Regions from separate parts of the Zea mays genome. Here regions 1, 2 and 4 are each linked to region 3. A link is a contact called in public Hi-C data. All regions are on one chromosome and are shown on one strand. The core of a region is the stretch at or near the end of the contact, and the rest is flanking DNA. Distances in the headings are between cores, read along the strand shown. Region 1 holds the start of LOC103642022 (protein NRT1/ PTR FAMILY 8.3). Region 2 holds the start of LOC103642019 (probable WRKY transcription factor 35). Region 3 holds the start of LOC103642018. Region 4 holds the start of LOC100272296.

Region 1 (2,700 bases), core at 11-2,510, 250 kb after region 3:
CATATCAAATTCGCTACTAAGTTGTTGCCTTTAAAGCAGTGATTTCCTTCATGCTCTTGGCAGCAATCAACATGTCATCAACATATAGTAGCAAATATGTAGGTGATCCATCGCTGCGCTCCGGTCCAAGCCTCCCGGCGACGGGCCTCCGCTTTGCTCGCCAACTTGGCTGCCTTCTTCAGAATTTGGATCACAAACTCAACACGTGCAAGCAAAAAAACCTTTAGTCCAGACCTAAAATATTGTGGTATTAATAAAATCATGGTTTAAAAGGCATAATTTTTAGATATGCTCTCAAACGTCTTTTGGTCCAAAATACTATGGTGTGCTCTAATACCACGGTATTATCTTGGGACTAAGGAAATAATGGGTTTCTAAACAGGCCATGAGAGTCAAACGACTTGCTGCTGTGTGCTAGGCGGAAAGCAAATCGAACTAGTAGTGTCAGCTACTGTGAACGCCGGGAAAGAAGAGATGTCCGCGGAAAGAAGCGACACGGTCTCACCTGCAATGTTGGAGTTTGACCGTTATCCTATCTAGGCGGCAGCTGATGCTAAACTGTTAGTAGCGGACACGTTCTTGCACTCCTGGCAGCATGACTGGGCATGCGTAGCATCCTATTTGCATCGCTACTGGAAGTCTCAAAGTATGATGCTTGCATGACACTACCTGTCCTGTCAGTATAAGCAAACTAGGACGGGCCCGGCCGGGGGCAATTCTTCGAAGACAGAGTCAATGGTAACTCTAGTCAGGGTGGAGCTGAAGGCCACTGATTCTTGAACGTTTGTCAGAAGACACATCTTGCCGTCTCAGAAAACTGCAGGGGTGAATCCCCCCTGGTGCTAGCTAAGATCCATGCACGATGCGCCACCGGTCGACGACAGTGAGCACGGCCGTTGAGTGCATGGGCTAGTAGCGCCGATCAGGTAAATTAGGCACGATACGCTTCGCAGAAAGATCGGAGCAGTAGGCAGGAGGTTAGAAAAAGGTTACCGCGGTGACACGCCGTCGGGTACGGGGGAAGTGCAGATTGCATGGCGTGTCTTCAGAGCCGCCAACTCTAATAAAATGGCAATATGCTGCTTTGAATTGATCTCGCCCGAGTACAGAGAGAGTGTCACGCCGCTGGGGACGTCAGGGTCCGTGACGCCCGCCGCTTTTACCAGCTCCATCTCCCTGTCGCGTGCGTGCCGCTCGAGGGTGGCCGGTGGCCGCGTATATATAAAGCTGCGCTGCTTGCGCTCTCGTTCATTCATTCCCATCCCAGGCTCAGGTCTCCGAGCACGGCACACGACCAGTGAAGCCGCCCGCTCCGCGGCTTGCGAGCAAAAAGCAGGAGCTGGTAGCTTCTTGTAGCTCGTGGCCGGTAGCTTCTTTTAACAGCTGCAGCGGCAAATGGACGCCGGCGACGCCATGGAAAAGGGCCAGCGCTCGTCATCGCGGCTGCCAGAGGTACGCCGTACGCGCTAGCTCCAGGAGCTCCTATTCATTTTCATTGTCCAGTGAAGTAACATATACAGAAGCGTCCCCGCTTCCGTTTGACCGTTTGTACGCGCAACATATTGCAGAGGGGGGCTCCAAAGATTCAGGAGGAAAGCCTCACGGTGCCACTCATTCAGAACAAGAAAACCGGGAGCAAAGCACCGGCGGTGGTTCTAGGTGAGCTCTCCCTCTTCAGAGTTCAGACAGAGCCACCGAGACTGCTACTCTAGTTTCGACCTTTCTCTAGCTAGTATTAATACTAGCTGACAGACTGAACACCGAACGTCTTCTCCAGGATTCGAGTGCCTGGAGAGCACGGCGTTCAATGGCATCGGCACGAACCTGGTGGTGTACCTAGAGACCGTCCTGCACGGCAGCAACGTAGCCAGTGCGTCCAGCGTCACCTCGTGGTTCGGCACCAGCTACCTGACCCCGATCTTCGCCGCCATCGTCGCGGACACGTTTTGGGGCAACTACAACACCATCCTCGTCTCGCTCCTCGTCTACCTTCTTGTGAGCATATATTACTGCTATTTTTTTTCGATTCCAAATCCTAATCATCAAGCGAGCATATGCTTAAGCTTAGCTCTTTGCGATCTGGTCGGCGCGGCCGCAGGGCATGATGCTCGTCACCTTCTCGGCGTTCCTGCCGGCCACCGAGCTCTGCGGAGTCGGGCCCTGGTGCCACCCCATGCTCGGCTCGCGGAACGTGGCGTTATTCCTCGGCCTCTACCTCGTGGCCTTCGGCAGCGGCGGCGTGCGCGCGGCGCTGCTGCCGTTCGGCGCGGACCAGTTCGACGGCGACAACGCCGTGGACCGGGAGCGCAGGATGTCCTTCTTCAGCTGGTACTACATCTGCGTCGACTTCGGCATGATCGTCTCGGGCGTCTTCATCGTGTGGGTCCAGCAGAACGTCAGCTGGGGCCTCGGCTTCGGCATCGCCACCGCCTGCATCGCCCTCGCCTTCGGCGGATTCGTGCTCGCCACGCCCATGTACAAGCGCCGGATGCCCACCGGCACGCCGCTCAAGAGCCTGGGCCAGGTCGTGGTCGCCGCGCTCAGGAAGGCCAGCCTCAGAGTCCCCGCGGACGCCAGCCTCCTCTACGAGGTCCACGACAAGATCGACGAGCAGCCCAGGATCACGCACACCGACGAGTTCGGGTTCCTCGACAAGGCGGCGGTGGTCGTGGAGACGGACCTGGACCTGGAGGAGGTGAC
Region 2 (2,700 bases), core at 39-2,538, 180 kb after region 3:
ACATAAACACACATGTGGTGTAGTGGTAGCTACAAACACATTTATTTGAGAGGTCGCGGGTTCGAATCCTCTTGGAGCCTGTTTTTTTAATTTAATTTTAGCTAGGCGTGGGATGCACGTGGGAATGAGAATAGGCTTTGTGGGAGGGAGAATGAGAAAGACACGTGATAGCCGAGAATGGTGAATGGGCTTTGCAGGGAGGGGGAATGAGAAAGACAGGCAGCTGGGAATGGGAATGGGCTTTGCAGTGAGGACGGAATGGGGCAGCCTACCCCTTACCGTCTTAATAGGTAGTAGAGATTTTGTCCGTATTTCATACTACTCTAAATTCCTAACTTTAAAGAAGTATTCTGTCATCATCAGCAAAGTTCTATACCCTATATTTATAATTCTATATAGTCATATTTACTCAATATCTAAACTCTATACCAACTACTGTACATTATATCATTTCTTTCTAACTCTATTCTTTCTCCACCCAACAAAAACCTCTTCTTTCTCTCCTCCACGTTCCTGGTAGGTGCATGAACTGTGCGGCAATTTTCCGGTACAAGCAGCATGTACTCTAGAAATAGCGTTGGTGCTTCCCTTCTTAAATTTAGAGTACCCTAAACAGTTTACCGCTGTGACAGTTTTCTACTATATGCTTAATTCCATCTTGATAGCGTACCGGTTAGAGAGTTAATCACTGCGGATACCATCATCATTGGCACGCCGTACAAAAAGCACGCCTCGGTGCGTAGCATAGAAGACAAAGGCATGCCATTTCAGATCATAGTACTCGGCACACATGCATGCGCTTGTACATGTCCTGTGGTTAAACGACCAAAAGTACACACAACTATGCGGCCACACTGTTGCCGCCGCATATGGCAGCTCGCATACGCATTCCGTCCCGGCCGGCTGGGGGGGCCCCTGCTGATACGATGCTGATATATTATAGACACAACGACACACAATCCATGCAATCATGGACTGTTTCCACATGAATAAACACCAGTAAAATAAGTAAGTAACTGCATATATGCTCTGTTGATGGCATGCATATTATATAGTACACAGTCACAACGGAAACATGGTGTAAATTCTTGTGTGTGCACCAGACTCCAGACCGTGCGTGACGATCAAATCGATCGGGTCGCCATGAAGAAGGCCTGCCTGTCTGAGCCGGAATAACAAAAGTGTTTCATCAAGTTGGTTGCGTGAGCGGCGGACTCGGTCGTTCCGTCCGTCCGTGCTCCGTGGGTTAATAAGAAGAGGACTGAGGAGACAGGCCAGGAGGAGGGGCCCCGGGGTCGGCTCCAGTTTTTTTTTTTTTTTCACCGTGCGTGCATGTGCATGGTTGCACTGCATCTGCATGGCATGCGGCCCGGTGGCCGGCAATCCTTTTTACCAGGCGACAAGCGCCCGACGCGGCCATGCCGCCTTGCGTATGGAGGTGGCACACTGGCCGCGCGCGGCCTCCCCCACCTCGCCCGTATATGCCCTTCAAAAGGTCAGCCTCTGTCCGTCCGTCGGTCAATCGTCCGCCGCAGGAGGGAGGGCCGGAGGGCCAGCCCCGGCCAGCATATGCGTATGCATGCATGCACACACATCGTCGCCAGAAGAAAACAATACGAAGAAAACCACACAAACCCATCACTCTCGCCGTCCTGTCCCTCTCTTGATATGACTGTCTCTCTCTCTCTCATCTGCCCTCACATACTTCTTTATTGTCCTCTCTTGGAAGCCAACTCAAGTTACCCCATCTCTCTCCCTCCTTTCGTTTCTCCTCACCGTAACCGTGTTCCGTGTGTATTCTCTCGTCTCTCCTGGTGCTTGCTTGGTGCTAAGAAAAGATAACTCCCTTTCCGCAGCCCCATATCTCACATCCTGCTTCCCCTCCACCCGGCCTACCTCCTTTTTTGTCCCCCACAAAAGCAAGAACAAGCTTGCTGGATTGCTTGCTACTAGCTAGCTACCCTCCAAGCAGATCGAGCGAACCTGACCCTTCAAAAGATCGTTGTACGTCCTTCTTCTGCCCTAGCCTTCTTCAATCTCCTTGGTGCCTGCCAAGTTGCCAACACCTGCATGCACCCAACAAGCTGTGTGCTTCCTGTGCGCCACCGCCACACGGGTCTTGGCTAGCTAGCCTTATTAGCTTGCTTGGTGCCGCCGGCCAGTTGATTGGAAAGGAGCAAGAGAATTATTGAGCAGTTGGCATCAACCGCGTCCCTGCAGAAACTATAGAGGCAGCAGCGACCGGCGAGCTAGAGCGAGGGATCGGCAACGGCCGCCCTAGCTGCCAGCCGCGCTCGGTACGTACAGCCATGTGCGACTTCTTCCTTCCGCGGATGGAGGGCGACCAGGCCGGCGGTGGCGACCTTACCGACATCGTCCGGTCCGGCGGGGCCGTCCCTAGCAGCGCCGCCGAGGCCACGGCGAGGGATGAGTGGCAGCTCCACCAGGGGGAGCCGCCGATGCTCTTCCCGCCGCTTCCCTCGTCGACGGCGACGGCATCGGAAGCAGGCTGCGCCGCAGGGAGCACCGGCGCTAACGTCTTCGGCGCCGACGACCCTTTCTCCGGCCTCGTGGACCCGTTCTGTACCGACTACTACTCCTCATGCGCCGACTTCTTGGACGCCACCATGCCGGACGCGATGCCCAAGGTCGGCTTCGACGCGGCTATCTGTGGCGGCAGCGGCAGCGGCTGCGGAGGAG
Region 3 (2,700 bases), core at 18-2,517:
TTTGTTACTTCCTCCGTTCCAAATTAGAGGATGTTTTGGATTTTCAATATTCGTAGTTTTTTGCTATGCACCTGGATAGATGTTATGCCTAGAACTATGTACCTAGAAATGCCAATACATCTGTATAATTTGAAATTTTGGAAAGCAGAGAGCACGGCATAAACCATTATTAGGATTTTAGGTACCTTGACAATTGAACCTTTCAGGTGAGTACATTACATGGAAGGTGAAGAAACGTTTGTTTCATCATTCCTTGGACATACTGATGAAGTTGTGGAGGAAAGAATTGCTGCTGATGATATTATTCTGGTGTAAGGCACAAAGAACACCAGCGCGGTCTGTACTTTTTCCATACGAACTTTACGCAAGTTTGCCATAAGAGGAACAAATTTAATTTGAAGATAATTGTGTAGTGCTTGATTTTCTTTTGTGCAGGTCTCTGTGATACTTAGAGACACAGATGACTACATGCTTGATGAGATGACCGATCCTTGCATGATGTTCTGTGCGTTGTGATGAGAACCTGGAAGCTACCACTTATGTATATCTATTGCTATTGAATCCAACAAACTCCTAAGTAGCCGCTGACCTTAGCCATAGGAAGTTGTGCATTTTCTTGATGGGGCGCCCGTAAGAGCGCCGCCTGTTCTAGTTCTTTTAGAAGGGCATAAAATTAATTAAATTTTGTCAAATTTCAGATTCAGACATTACAGAGGAAAAATGAGGTCTTCAACTGGCACATGACTGGCCATATCATTTAAAAGAGCATAAAATTAATCAACTTACTGAGTTATTTCAGGTTCAGACCTTGCAGAGGCATATGAAAGAACTTATTTCAGACCTTTTACAGAAAATTCTCAACTATAAGCACCAAGTAATGGAACCTAACTATATATACCTTATACCAATCATATGGGCAAGGGCCAGCCATCCAACAAGGTGCCACACACATGCCCGATTATCATTAATTGTTGTTTGTTTGGAATCCTATATCTGAAAATTAGGGAGTAATCTCTTGCGATCTATAGTGATCTTGTTTATTAGGAAGGTAGAAATCCATATAAAAGGGTAAGCCATCTATGGGTTATGATCAAGCAAAAATCAACCTGGTTTCTCCCCAAAAGTTCTGTAATCCCAATCTATGATTATCGATTTCTCCTTTTCCAGCAGCCAACATCACTGGCTATCTACGCAATGATGCTTACCCACATTACCCAAGCCAATAACAACTGATGACTTTGATTACAATAGATAAAGGAGTGGGAAACTTACGTTAATGATTTCCCATGAAATACAATTGGTGGAGCAATGGCAGCAATTATGCAAAAACCAATGTGGATCTGCACCAAACATAATTGCAAAAAATGACATCATCTGCGCTAAATGATAAGTGATAACTACTAAAGTAGTTGAACTGAAATGTTAATCATGCAAAATAAAGTTGCAAATTAGAACTTACCAGGTAACACAGGAAAAACCATCCAAAACTGAAAGCACTGTTAGTCCTGTTTATCAAGTTAATGAGTGTCAAATACAAAGCAGCATGCAGCAAAGCAAAGCCTTATAGATGTAAACATCTTGGCTCCAGAAATGTATATGAGTATATCATTACTATAGTCAAGTTCCCTTAACAATCTTATACTAGAATTCGCAGCCACACCAATGTTTTATGCCTAAATATAATAGGACAATACCATGCCCCAATAATTGGTACAAGAAAACAGTAACTACACTTCCCAAGTCCGCATATATTATATTTACATAAGAACTTGCTTTGCAATATGCACTGATGCAAAAGGCTCTATGATGTGCACATATTAATTTACACTAGAACATGCTTTGCAATATGCACTGATGAAAAGGCTCTAGGATGGGCACATATAAAACGTATATGACGCGAAATTATCCACAGTAAAGAGTTCAAAAATGGTCACAGCATACCTCATTGCACGGTAGAGTGGCCTGTACCATATCAAATATGACAGAGGAATTCCAAGCAAAGCATAGATTGTTGCAAGGAAAAACAACTTTGAATCTGCAAGCATAAGATATGCCTACTATTTAATGCAAGCACAATGTATAGAGTACACCAGCATTTGCAGATAACCATGAAACCCACCTCCCTCCTTGATCCAGCAGACTATGACAGCAACGAAGTTCCAGGACAAACAAAGCACAATTCCTGCAATTTATATTAACACAACAAAAAGGATGACCAATCACTGCTAGCCACCTTCAAAATACAGCATAGTATCTAGTAGACTTGTAGTCCTAATTGCCTGATTCTGCACCCCCCCACCCACCTAAATAGAAAATGACTTGCTACTACTAACATACCAAGCCAGCTTGCAAATGCAAGATACTGCAACTTCTGCACATTTGCTGGTATCTCATTGGCAATATCATGGTGGATGATGGGGAAGAATGGTGGCCAGTTCTTCTCCTCCATTGGCACGCCAGCTGCACCAAGCAAAATGGGAGGAAATATAGTGACGACTCAAGCACCGGTCACAATCAGACACCAGAAAGAAAATATAGTCACGCACCATTCTTCAGCGCCTCTTCCCTCCTCTTGATATCCTACAGAGGAAACAGAAACCATGAGAACACCACCGATCAAACAGCCAACTAAAAGTTGGAAGTGAAAATGGAGGACAAAACCTCACCGCCTCTCGCCGCTTCAGATCTGATTCCCACGAC
Region 4 (2,700 bases), core at 44-2,543, 150 kb before region 3:
TTTTAGAACTTGCTAAACTGTGCAATGATGATAACATATCAAACCCCTCTGGAAAAATGTTTCAAGCTCCACAATGACAACAAACCTTGTAACGAGGAGGGAGACTCCGTACAAGTTTCACGCGTATGCAAAGGCCAATAATAGTTGCCATACTGCAGTGCTCCACTGTTGGGGTGAATGTAACCCTGATGCAAAGCAAATATGAATCTAAATAAGGAGTTTCATTAACATTCTTGAATTGCACATACGAAAAAACAAGGAATCTAGAAATATGAGAGCTTACCTGACATAATTACTTTCATCATTGAGTTCAATTGAATCTTCAGTCACCACATTCAGCTGTTCCAGTGAGTACGGGTGCTCTGGATCCTTTATATCTCTAATGTGATGTAAGAACAATAAGGACCACAATTAAATGGCTAGGATAGAGAACTCAGATAAATAGAACAGCAATCTTCACTACATTTGAAGAAATCATTAAGAAGGATATCAAATATTTCCAGCTGATCTATGGGCTCTGCTGCATTTTCATCTGTGGTCTCTGGTGCCTGTCTGGCACGCCTCTCTTTTTTCTCATGGATTATAGGATTAGCATTAATCAACCCCATAGCCATTACTGTAAAATGAATGCAGTAACTTTTGACGAGAAAGAAAAATTCCTGCAAGTCACAAATGAAAATGTGTTAGCAACAGTATTTTGCTTAAATTGCACGACCAAGTTATACCGTAAAATGCTAATCCTAGTCGAACATTAATCACATCCACTTCTGATTATCCCCATTCGAACAACTCAATTGACCCCAAATCCCAAAACAGAGTACCCTAAGTGGTGTCACGGAGAAAGGGGCCTAGCTGAGATAGAAGCTACTCCTACTAGCTCTACTCCGTAGACCAAGAAAATCTCGATTCATGAATCATGACATGCTACTCCAAGGAAATTCAGAAGACGCTAGAAGCTACATAACCATCTGTTCCTGCATCTAAATAGGTTAATGGTGTCCATGGTAACAGCTCACCTCAGCGGTCCGGCGGACGGCGATTGGCCGGGCGGCTCGGCCTAAGCCCTTGAATAGTCACACAGGTGGAGGGTGTGGCTGTGAGTGTGCGGGGTCGCCGTCCAGGCGTCGCCTCCAGTAGCGCTAGCCGTCCGTGGAGAACGGGAGAGGCCCGGCCGTCTACTCGACTTCGCGCCCTCCTAGCGCTGGTGACCTGGCTCTAAACCTAGAACGACGGCAGACGGCGAGCGAGCGAGCAAGGCGCACGCGTCGTCGACTTTTGCGTCGGGAAAGACGACTCGGCCGTGTCTTTCTGGTGCTACAAGTGATCCATTCCAACTTCTCTATAGTCTCTTGTGGGCCTTACAGGCAGTGTTGGGCCTCCTCGCATACATTGCTTGGTGGCGAGCTGCGACCCGGATCGCGACCGAGGAAATCGATCCATCGTTGTTCGGTTGCAGCGAATATGTTGGTTGCCTGTCTTATTCTTTTTATCCATTTAATATGGGTCTACGTCTCTTCACGACTTTCTACTTTTTATCTGTATTTATGATTTAGTGTCTCAGAGTTATATCATATATTTTCTAGTTAGGTTTTATTTAGAAAACTGAACCACAGGCTTAGAGTTGTACATGCTCTAATTAATACTCCATCTATACCAAAATATCAGTCGTTTTAGTATTTTTATAGATTCATACAATATTTAAGATGTTGGGAATAGTCCCACATTGTGAGTTGTCGGCAAGCATAGATTATATGGTTGAGGGTAGGAACCTCTAATGGACTAACTTTTTGGGGGAGTGTTGTCCAACAGACCTAAAACCCGTTGCTATGCGTGCGGACGCATGTGTCGCGGGCCAACGGCCTAGGTGGGCGCGCCGTGTGTGCGGGCGGCCTGACGGAAACGCCATGTGTCAGCGGTCTGCTTTCAGGGAATAATCTTACATTGTGAGCTGTGGATGGACAATCATGATTTATATGGTTCAAGATAGAAATCCTTAATGGGCTAGCTTTTTTGTGGGTGGAGAGAGTGTTGACCCAACAGACCTAAAATTGTTGCTATGCATGCGGGCGCATGTGTCATGGCCTGACGACCTAGGTGGGGCACATCGTGTGTGCGGGTGATAGTATGTCAGCGGTTCGGTTCCAACATAAGAAGCTCAATTTCAATGTATGTTATATATATATATATATATATATATATATATAATATTGTCGTTTATTTGAATATAGACATAAAATTAACATCTAAAACGACTAATATTTTGAAATGGAGGAGTATTGTTGTGTTGTGGATCGAAACGTAAGGGATAGAATCGGGCTTGATTATTTGACTGGACTTGAGATCAACTCAACATGAGGAATCTATCCTTGTATCAAGAAATCTACAAAGTTCATAACACCGCTTTGAGTGCACAGCTTGCACTGGTACAAAATTAGAGGAATGCACTAGAAAAGATCAACATTGTTTGCTTGATGGAAATCGTTTTCAGGTAATTCTCGTAGGCATCCAGTGCGAGCATGAGCGAAACTTTAGTTCAGTGACAGCTTTGTCTACTTTAGGGTAGGACGTACGTAGGTCCGAGTGAGTCATTGTTTGTTGTAAATAGTAGAATCTAAATTTTTACAATAAAATTATCTGCTCATCCTCACTTAGATGTCACTTCTCTAACATTTTAGTGTCGATTTATAAATATGCCCTCAC

Evidence for each region. Hi-C and Micro-C count contacts between places; a contact is called where the count stands out from the background.
Region 1: a contact with region 3 is called in a Hi-C map of leaf, with 7 times the contacts expected there. The contact joins the promoter of LOC103642022 here to the promoter of LOC103642018 in region 3. A contact is called at or near these places in 3 of 25 Hi-C or Micro-C datasets (ear, leaf and tassel).
Region 2: a Hi-C map of tassel shows a contact between it and region 3, with 2.8 times the contacts expected there. The contact joins the promoter of LOC103642019 here to the promoter of LOC103642018 in region 3. A contact is called at or near these places in 4 of 25 Hi-C or Micro-C datasets (bundle sheath, ear, leaf and 1 more).
Region 4: a contact with region 3 is called in a Hi-C map of tassel, with 2.2 times the contacts expected there. The contact joins the promoter of LOC100272296 here to the promoter of LOC103642018 in region 3. A contact is called at or near these places in 3 of 25 Hi-C or Micro-C datasets (ear, leaf and tassel).

Annotation. Positions count from the first base shown.
Region 1 is chr10:142,891,916-142,894,615 of Zm-B73-REFERENCE-NAM-5.0, forward strand. It overlaps LOC103642022 (protein NRT1/ PTR FAMILY 8.3), which reads left to right and starts at 1,261. Exons shown (of 4, transcript XM_008665334.4): 1 at 1,261-1,452; 2 at 1,569-1,659; 3 at 1,778-1,995; 4 at 2,099-2,700. The coding sequence starts at 1,396.
Region 2 is chr10:142,820,896-142,823,595 of Zm-B73-REFERENCE-NAM-5.0, forward strand. LOC103642019 (probable WRKY transcription factor 35) reads left to right here and starts at 1,289. Exons shown (of 3, transcript XM_008665331.3): 1 at 1,289-2,700. The coding sequence starts at 2,310.
Region 3 is chr10:142,641,941-142,644,640 of Zm-B73-REFERENCE-NAM-5.0, forward strand. LOC103642018 reads right to left here and starts at 1,268. Exons shown (of 1, transcript XM_020545669.2): 1 at 1-1,268. It overlaps LOC100192766, which reads right to left. Exons shown (of 12, transcript NM_001137962.1): 3 at 2,667-2,700; 4 at 2,547-2,580; 5 at 2,338-2,460; 6 at 2,120-2,182; 7 at 1,942-2,035; 8 at 1,460-1,505; 9 at 1,273-1,340.
Region 4 is chr10:142,492,972-142,495,671 of Zm-B73-REFERENCE-NAM-5.0, forward strand. It overlaps LOC100272296, which reads right to left and starts at 1,294. Exons shown (of 6, transcript NM_001310031.1): 1 at 1,017-1,294; 2 at 491-659; 3 at 284-389; 4 at 86-185. The coding sequence starts at 614.